Linked DNA regions of Rattus norvegicus: region 1 is linked to region 2. Evidence: chromatin contacts called from public Hi-C data. All regions are on one chromosome and are shown on one strand. Each heading gives the region's core, a stretch centred on a gene start, on an enhancer-like site or on the middle of the called end of the contact. The rest is flanking DNA. Distances are from core to core; before and after follow the strand shown.

The links. A called contact is a pair of places that touch in the nucleus more often than the background predicts.
Region 1: a Hi-C map of Schwann cells shows a contact between it and region 2, with 2.6 times the contacts expected there. The contact joins two enhancer-like sites. A contact is called at or near these places in 3 of 12 Hi-C or Micro-C datasets (the Rat2 cell line, Schwann cells and psoas muscle).

Annotation. Positions count from the first base shown.
Region 1 is chr1:180,210,062-180,214,687 of GRCr8, reverse strand. It overlaps Nucb2 (nucleobindin 2), which reads right to left. Exons shown (of 14, transcript NM_021663.2): 9 at 4,265-4,323; 10 at 4,074-4,166. Among named protein-coding and RNA genes, the nearest start is that of Nucb2, 27 kb to the right of the region's middle. Within about 2 kb of position 1,492, at least 13 of the 93 cell types and tissues checked have an H3K27ac peak or open chromatin away from gene starts, as enhancers often do. A contact at or near this core is called in Schwann cells, where this site is marked.
Region 2 is chr1:180,131,436-180,135,767 of GRCr8, reverse strand. No RefSeq gene overlaps it. Among named protein-coding and RNA genes, the nearest start is that of Pik3c2a, 16 kb to the right of the region's middle. Within about 2 kb of position 2,442, at least 11 of the 93 cell types and tissues checked have an H3K27ac peak or open chromatin away from gene starts, as enhancers often do. A contact at or near this core is called in Schwann cells, where this site is marked.

The sequences.
Region 1 (4,626 bases), core at 243-2,742, 80 kb before region 2:
GAATGCCACTTTGCAAACATTCAGCTATTAGGAACAGGTTAATGTACACAAAAACAGGAAGGAGAATAGAAGGACTCTGTTTTCATCGCATAAAGAAACACACATCTTCCTCTTCTATCGGAATTAAAACCTGGAAATGTAAGCTGTCCATCCACCTGATATGCTGTAGCCCAAGACCAAGTCAGGAATCTGCCTGGTTAGGTTGTTATGGCCAATGCCTTCACCACAATAAACATAATCCAGCTAGACCCAAGTGCTTAGGCAAGAAAACCCACCACTCAGAAACAGCTGTAAAGGCCAAGAATAAAGCAGGTAAGATTGAGATGCTCAACTACTGCTTTTCTCAGGCATGGGGCTATGCTTTCCGAGGTGGGGCCTCGGTATATATGGATCTGGCTATGAAGTCCTCTGCCTCTGCCTATCAAGTGCTGAGATTAGAGGCAGTGTGGTGGTCTGAAGGAGAATGGTTCCCATAGCTCATATATTTGGAAGCTTTGTCATCAGGGAGGGCATCAGTGGCACTATTTGAGAAGGACTAGGAGCCGTGGCTGTTTTGGAGTAGGTGTGGCCTTGTTGGAGGAAGTGTGTCACTAGGAGTGGGCTTTGAGGTTTCAAAAGCCCAAGCCAGGCCCAGTGTCTCACTCTTTCTGCCTGTAGATCATGATGTAACTCTATTACTTGTCCCACACCATGCTACAGTGCCATTATGCTCTCTGCCGTGACCACACACACACACACACACACACACACACACACACACACTGTCTTGGCCATGGTGTCTCTTCAAAGTAACAGAGAAGTGACTAAGACAGCATGTACCACCACACTTGCCTTGTTCAACTCTTTTTTTAAAAAAAGGAATATACCTAAAGCACACTACAGACATCTAAGCAGAAGTCAATGGCCTCTCTAAGTCCTCTCCAGTGCACAGTGTACAGTTCTTGGCAAACTCAGTTACAATGGTGAACTTTAACGATCAAAAACAAATTCATGTGACCCTCAGGCTATGACAGGGTCTTGGTTGGCAGTCCAGGCAAACCTCCACTCTACAGGGGCCTCAGTTCAGCACTGAAAGAGCAACATTCCTGTGGATATCACTGAAGCCAAACAGCAGCTACCCTGGGGCTAGAGAGAAGGCTCAGCACTTAAGAGCATTTACTGTACTTGAAGAAGCCTGGGGTTCAACTCCCAGAACCCTCTTGGTGGCTCACAACTTCCTGTGCTTCTACTTCCGGGCTGTAGAGCACGTGGGCTGATAGAGGGTGTCACGGTCACCCAAGGACTGAATAGAGCAGGAAGGTGAACACGGCCAAGCACAGGCCCAGCCACTGCCACATTCATACAGAGGATTCCAGGGACTTGAAGACGACGGTGTGAACTGTACCAGAGTGCCAAGTGCTACAAGGCCGCACTGCATTGGCCAGCACAGGGCTGCCCAGACCAGATAGCCTTCACTGGGACAATCAGCACGGGTTATGGAGACAATAAAAGACCACGTCTGCCCTCTAGTGGAAGGAGTGATCCAGTACAGAGATGAAACCAGGCCCAAGAGATTCAGGGGAATCAACAGCAGAAGGGTCTTTGAAGAGAGACACCAGCACTCTTCAGGGCTTTCAACAGGAGCACCAACCATGACTGATTACCCACATAGCAGATACAAGGCAAAATGAACGGGCAGAGAGGAAGAGGGCCTGGAGGATTTGGTGGGAAAGATGGGTGATTCTCTTGGTTGCCCCTTTGTAGGACACTGGAAGGAAGGGAAGAGGAAGAAGGGCATCTTGAGGTTTTAAGAACAAAGAATAAGAATGGGAATAAGAATGGGGAAGTTAATGGACCAGGGATTAGGAAGCCAGGCAGGGCCTCCTAGGGATCTGGGTTCACAGCCTGGAACTAGTGAGTCAGTGAGCTTGCTTTTGTGTTAGTCTCCGCCCTGCGTCTCTGTTCCAGTATGGGGGCAGAGGGGTGAGTCGGGGTGCACATCAGGGTTGCACACTTGGACAAACACTGTGCTGAGGCACCTGCCCTGCTCACCCCTGCCAGTCACTTAACAACAGTACTTAACAGGGTGCTGCTTTTAGAATCCAAGTCATGGGAGAAAGAAAAACTCAAAAGTAAAATTTTGAAAAAGTCAGTTGCTCTAAAAGACAGATGGCTCCAGCTGTATATATAGCAGAGGATGGCCTTATCAGCATCAACGGGAGGGGAGGCCCTTGGTCCTGTGAAGGCTCGATGCCCCAGTGTAGGGGAATGGTGGGGCGGTGAGGTAGGAGTGGGTGGGTGGGGGAGCACTCTCACAGAAGCAGGGGGAGGGGGTATTAGATTGGGGGGTTGCCAAGGGAAACCAGGAAAGGAGAGAACATTTGAAATGTAAATAAATAAAATATCCAATTTAAAAAAAGACAAATTAAACTTCAGGTCTCTGTGATGGTTTGTGTTGTGGAGGGCTCTACATCGCTCCCTGCAGCTCAGCATGTGCTTAGACAGCCCATGAGAGGTGCCACTGTCTCCTCACTGACTGTGGAGACACTTGAGGCAGAGGGAAGTGAGCAGACCTGGGGCCTGGCATGGCTGGGCATCAGTCTTATACCCTCCGTGAATGGGCCTTGGGCAGCTTATGCTCCTGTGTCATCCAGGGAGAGGACACTCTGAAGCCTGGGAATATAGGACTCCAAGGAGCCAAACCACTCTAGGCCCAGCCTTAGCTGAGCAGTCCTACCTTCCTATACCCCTGAGGCTTATGGACGGCAAGCAAGATGTAAAATTTGTTGTCGTAATTAGTAAAGAACTTGGGAGATTTCTTAGTATAAGCTGAGTATCCATTATCTAAAATGTGTGGGACCAGAAGTGGTTTCATATTTTAGATTTTTTAATTAATTCATTTTGGATTTAATCTCAGCACATGGGAGGTACTTGCAGGAGGATCTCTGTGAGTTTGAGACCAGCCTGGTCTACAAAGAGAGTTCTGGGACACCAGAGCTACACAAAGAAGCCCTGTCTCAAACCCTGCCCCCCCCCAAGAAATTTTTGAGATATTTGCACATACATAATGGTATCTTGGGATGGGACCAATTAAATAGGAAGTGGAACTATTAGCCTTTTTGGCTAGGTGTGGCTTTGTAGGAGGAAGTCATCACTAGGGGGTAGGCTTTGAAGTCTCAGACGCTCAAGCCTGGCCCATGTGTCACTGTCAGTTCCTGTTGCCTGCCAGTCCAGATGTAGAAGCCTCAGCTTCTCCAGCACCATGTCTGCGTGCACACCACCATGATGACAATGGACTAAACCTCTGAACTGTAAGCCAGATCCAAGTAAATGTTGTCCTTTATAAGAGTTACCTTGGTTATGTTATCTCTTCACAGCAATGAAACCCTAACTAAGACAGAGCCCTAAATAAAACTGATTTATGGTTTATATATACAATTTATACATACAGCTTGAAGGCTTGTATACAATAAATAACTTGGTGCATGAAACATGAAAATTCATGGGATAGGCTTTCCCATGTCTTGCACCTTGATCAGTGACCAAAAAGTGTTGAATTTTGAAGCATTTTGGGTTTCTGATAAGGGCTTTTCAACCCTATAAAAGCTTATGTACATTTAAAAGATATTAACATAATTGTTTCTTCACTACCCCAAATGTTTATTGCTGATATCCAATAGTAGCATCATCTTATATTTAAAGTGGTTACAAATTATTTTGTTAAAGAAATCTAGTATAATATTATGGTCACGAATACAAAATCAATTAAATACTTATTGTGGGGGCTGGGGAGATGGCTCAGTGGTTAACAGCCCTGCTGCTCTTGCAGAAGACGCAGGTTTGGTTCCCAGCACCCGCATGGGCTCTCACTACCATCTTTAATTCCAATTCCAGGAGGTAAGGAGTCTTCTTCTGACCTTCTCAGGTACCAGAGAGGCACAAGTGCACATACGTACACACAGGCAAACACTCACACACATAAATAAATCTAAAGAAACAGCAACTGCGTGTTTATTCCTCCGTCGTATGACAAGAGTTATTGCAAGAACTTGAATAATGAAAGGACTGGCACGAGCCCTACCCTTAAAGCATACCTCATTCATGACGTGCTCTCTCATCCTGAGCCTCTCCTCTTCCATTTCTATCATATCATCCTCTGCATTCTGCGGGTTATACACTTTGTCCAACTGAAGAAAGGAAATGTGAAACACTAACATTAAAGAAGAGGGGGTGACCGAGGGGACCGAGGCAGGCCCGACCGACTGAGGGTGTAACGAACATTTACCTCTTTTGTGAACAGTGCTTCCAATTCTTGTTCATCCAGGAATCCATCGTTGTTAACATCTAAAGTTCAATAGTCACAAATGCAAAAGCAAATTTGAATCCTTCAGAGGGTAAACAGGTAAAATACAATTACAGCAGTTTGCAGAAGTGGTGCAGGGTAAAGCAACCATCGGCTGCAGGCTAGGGCTTCAGCTTTCTCATGAGGCCTCAGAGCAACCCAGGGGACAAGGCTATATTTACAGTGCATAACCATGTTTCAGAAAAGTGCATAGCTGCTATTTCTTTCCAAAGAGACAGAGCAGTATCCATAAGAATAAAAGTAGCTAAAACAAGATTTAAGCATGGTCGTGCTTTGTATCCCTA
Region 2 (4,332 bases), core at 1,193-3,692:
TTAAAAATATTTTTTGATACAAGGTCTTACTATGTGGCCCTGACTGGAATTCACTTTATGTAGAACTCACAGAGATCTTCCCTGCCTCTACTTCCCTAGTGCTAGGATTAAAGACAACTATACCATTATGCCTGGCTCTACAATAAAATCTTGAGGAAAAAAAAGTACAGATACAGAAGCCCTTGGAATAATGAGGGTGAGAAGATGTCAAGACACTAGAAACAGGACATGGCCACTTATGTGACTCCCAGTTCCCTTTTTACCTCCGTGACCACCAACAAAACACACACAAACAGAGACATGTGGCCCCTTCATCCAGCACCTTTTGTTGTTCTGTTTCTTAGCGTTGGTTTTTGTTCATTTTCTTTTTAATCAACTGACCTGGCTCCCCCTGCTGGATAGAAAACAGTACAAAATATAAATCACTTTATAAATCAATCCATAATACAGTGGTAAGAAAACAAAGCCCGTGGTAGCACTGAGACTCTTATCAGAGATGACAGACTGTGACTTGGTTGTGACTATGACACTCTGAAATCTCTGTGATGACTGGCTACGTAACAATCAAATTACCTCATGTTTTTGGAGGCAGAGGTGTGGCTTTGAAGTCAAAGTTCAGAACTATAGACAAGGAAACTCAGAGCATAAAGTCAGCCCTGGTGCCAGTAGTGTCCTGAGAGTCTGGCTGAGTTGTCTCTTGACTAGTTTTTTATCTGCATCGAGGCCATCAATGTGCTGCCAGCTTCTCATTGCCATTCAGTTACTTGAGTCGGGTCAGCCATCAGTGGAGACTAGAGAATCTGCACACTACTGCCTGTCTCCGTCCCACGATTTGAGGGTGTTTTGAGGAGACGTGGAGGTTATCTATGTCATTTACTATGGTGCCTGACTTACTATAAACTCTCAACCAATACTCCACCATTTTCCTAGTCACCACTGACTCTATGAGGAACTCAAGGTTATTTTCAAGCCTGAGAGATGACGTTTATAAGATGTCCAGCCTACACTGGCTTGTCTGCAACATGAGAAGTACAAAGTCCTGTTTACATTCCATCACAATTTCTTACCAGTAAGCCTAGCACATAAACCGTGTTCTCAAGGAAATTCATTCTAGTCTTTAAAAAAACGTAAAGTGTGTGTGTGTGTGTGTGTGTGTGTGTGCGTGTATGCAATATGTGTGCAAGTGCTTGTGCCATGGTATATGTGTCAGTCAGAGGACAGGACAATTTGCAGCAGTCAGTTATTTTCTCTGTGAGTTCAAGGCCAGCCTAGTCTACAGAGCAAGTTACAGGATAGCCAAGACTACACAAAGAAACCCAAAACAGAAAAACAAACAAACGAACAAAAAAAAAAAAAAAAGCCCAGTGTGGTGGCTTGTGCTTGTAATTCCAGTGCTGGCAAAGCAGACACAAGCAGATCTCTGGGGCTTGCCAGCCAATTTAGCCAAACATGAGATCTCCAGGACAATAAAGAGAAGCGAGGTAGATGGCACATGGGAAACAACGTAGGTACACACATACACTCACACACACACAAAGTGCATAGATATGCATTTGAAGTATGCTGTAAAGCCAGGTATGAGGGTATGAGCCTGTAATTTCAGTATGTGGTAGGTGGAGGCAGAGGACAGGAATTCAAGGCTAGTCTTACTATACAGAAAATTTGAGGCCAGAGTGGGTTGTACAAATCCTTATCTCACAACAATAATAACAAAAATCAGGAAGAGGAAAATATACTTCCCATGATTTGAAATCACTGGTTTGCATTTTGCCTAATTGATGATTACTGCCCAGCTCATAAAAGCTAGCTCTGGGGCTGGAGAGACGGCTCGGCGGTTAAGAGCACTGACTGCTCTTCCAGAGGTCCTGAGTTCAATTCCCAGGAACCACATGGTGGCTCACAGCCATCTGTAATGGGATCTGATGGTGTCTCTCTCTTCTGGTGTGTCTGAAGACAGCTACAGTGTACTCACATCCACCACCACCATCACCGTCGTCGTCGTCGTCGTCGTCGTCGTCGTCGCCATCATCATCATCATCATCATCATCATCATCATAAATCTTTAAAAAAAATGTTAGCTCTGTTCTACTGCCTCTTCTCCACCTTTTCTTGCCCTTGGAGTGGGGGAGGAAAGACTTCGGGAAGCCTTCAAGTTCAACTTACAAAGTACAGATTCCCAAAGAAAAAGAAAGTCTGCATGTACAGCATATGAACATGCAGAAATGCCCAGTGGTGAGCCTCTCAGGAGAGCGGTGGATCTCTGTGGGCTTGAGGCCAGGCTAGTCAAATAGCAAACTCCAGGGTGACCAGTGTTTCCCAGTGAGACCCTGTCTCAAAAAAAGGTGGGGAGTCAGGAGAGAGCTAAGGGCTGCCAAGGACAGAACGCTCCAGCACTCCAAGCAGAGCAGCCAGCACTCCAAGCAGAGCAGCAAGTGTGGAGCTTCCTGGAAGATTTGGCAAAACAGAGCGGAAGGAGTGGGAAACAGCTTAGAAAGAGGCAGGGAGGGAGGCCTCTGCATGGGTGAAGGAATGTGAGAATCCATACAAGCATGAATTCCAACATCAAACTGAGTTTTATGAGATACTCGGTGACAGTGTTTGAGACAGCTAGCTCTGTGCCTTCTGTTTAGAAGGCTCTAACAGTTTATATGGAATAAATCAAATGGTTCAAGTAATTGGGGTGGAAGTGAAAAGACAAGCAGAGGTGGAGTAAATTGACGCTAGCCAGTGTGATACCGGAAACAGTCCTTATCAATAGCTAAACCTAGGCTATATTCCATTCTGATCTTCTGGGGAGGATAAAAATGGAAAATCCCAACAATAATGGAAGTCAGTGAACCCATGACAACAATGAAGTCATTCTTAAGGGAAATACAGCTTCCTGGTAACAAGACCTGAGAGAAACGGTCCCTGTTATGAGTCACTCTGACACAATGGCCAAAGTCTCAAGAACATTCCTATAATACACACGATGCTAACAGAACACTTTCAGCTCCAGAAACAAATGCTACAAGATTCTGAGGGCTAACTCTCATATCTAATTTCATGCTACATATGAGGAATAGTGTTCTGAATATCAAGCAAAATCCCTGGGTTTACTACCCTTTGAGGAACCACTAAGGAATATTGAGTAAACTACAGTAAAAATCTGAACTTCTCTGGAGAGAGAGAGAGAGAGAGAGAGAGAGAGAGAGAGAGAGAATATGAATATGCAGATGATTCTTGCTTCCAAATAACCACGGGCTTGACAGTCCGTGGAGCTGAAGGTAGGATGACAGCCCCTCAGACCAATGACTAGCCTAGCTGTGTGGCAACCAGAAAGAAAGACCATTCTACTGCCATTTAGATCTGGGTATAAACCGTTTATAAGTATGGCTGGGTATGGTGGCTCACTATAGGTTTGAAAAAAACTGAATGGCAATATGACATTGCTTGGCTGTGTGGTACATACAGGTAATCCCAGTAGCCAGGAAGCAGAGACTGGGTGATTGCCCTAAGTTCAAGGCCAGTCTAGTCTACATAGAGAGTTTGAGGTCAGTCAAAGTTACATAGCAAGACCTCATCTCAAAAAAAAATACTACCACTGCTATTAATATGATGATCCAAGAGACCCAGAAATATATTGAAGCCCTACAAACATAGGGGTGTAGGCCACAACACTGTAGATAGTAGCATAACTGTGAAATCACTTAAAGCGAGAGCCTGAGTAGTCAGAAGAAACAAGTTTATGGGACCATTTGTAATCCCAGTGAGAGCTAACATGAACTGAAAGTTCACTTTGTGCCAGAAGCTGGCCAAAGCATTTTCTGTACATCTGATTGACTGATTGATTGATTGATTGGTCGATTGGAGTCAATTTCACAGGAAGAGAATCTGAGTGTGGGGCAAGTAGAACCCTTTCACTAGACAGAAAAAAAAAAATGGTAAGGTTGAGCAGCTTAAGGAACCCTGGCAATTCTCAAAATTGAGAAAGGTAGGCATTTGCATCTTCTCCCCAGCCAGTTCCTGTTCTGGAACACGTGACCACAACACCTCAATAAGAGGACCATGACAGCTGGTCACAGCTTAGAGCCCAGAGTTCTCCGTGCTAATAAAGTATCTAGATGGGCCTGCCTGAGGGTTTAGCCAATAAGCTTCCCTTCCCAGACATTCCTTCCTACAAAAAGTATTTAATCTCTGGTGTTCCCTGACTAAGTCATATGCATCCATTTTTCCACCATAAATAAACAGTTTGGACAAGCAAGGACTATCTCTTTCATCAAGAATCACTGTGGGTGGGGGGCTTCCTTACAGAGCTGTACCTCCTAGGATCATCTCAGGCCGGAGGACCCC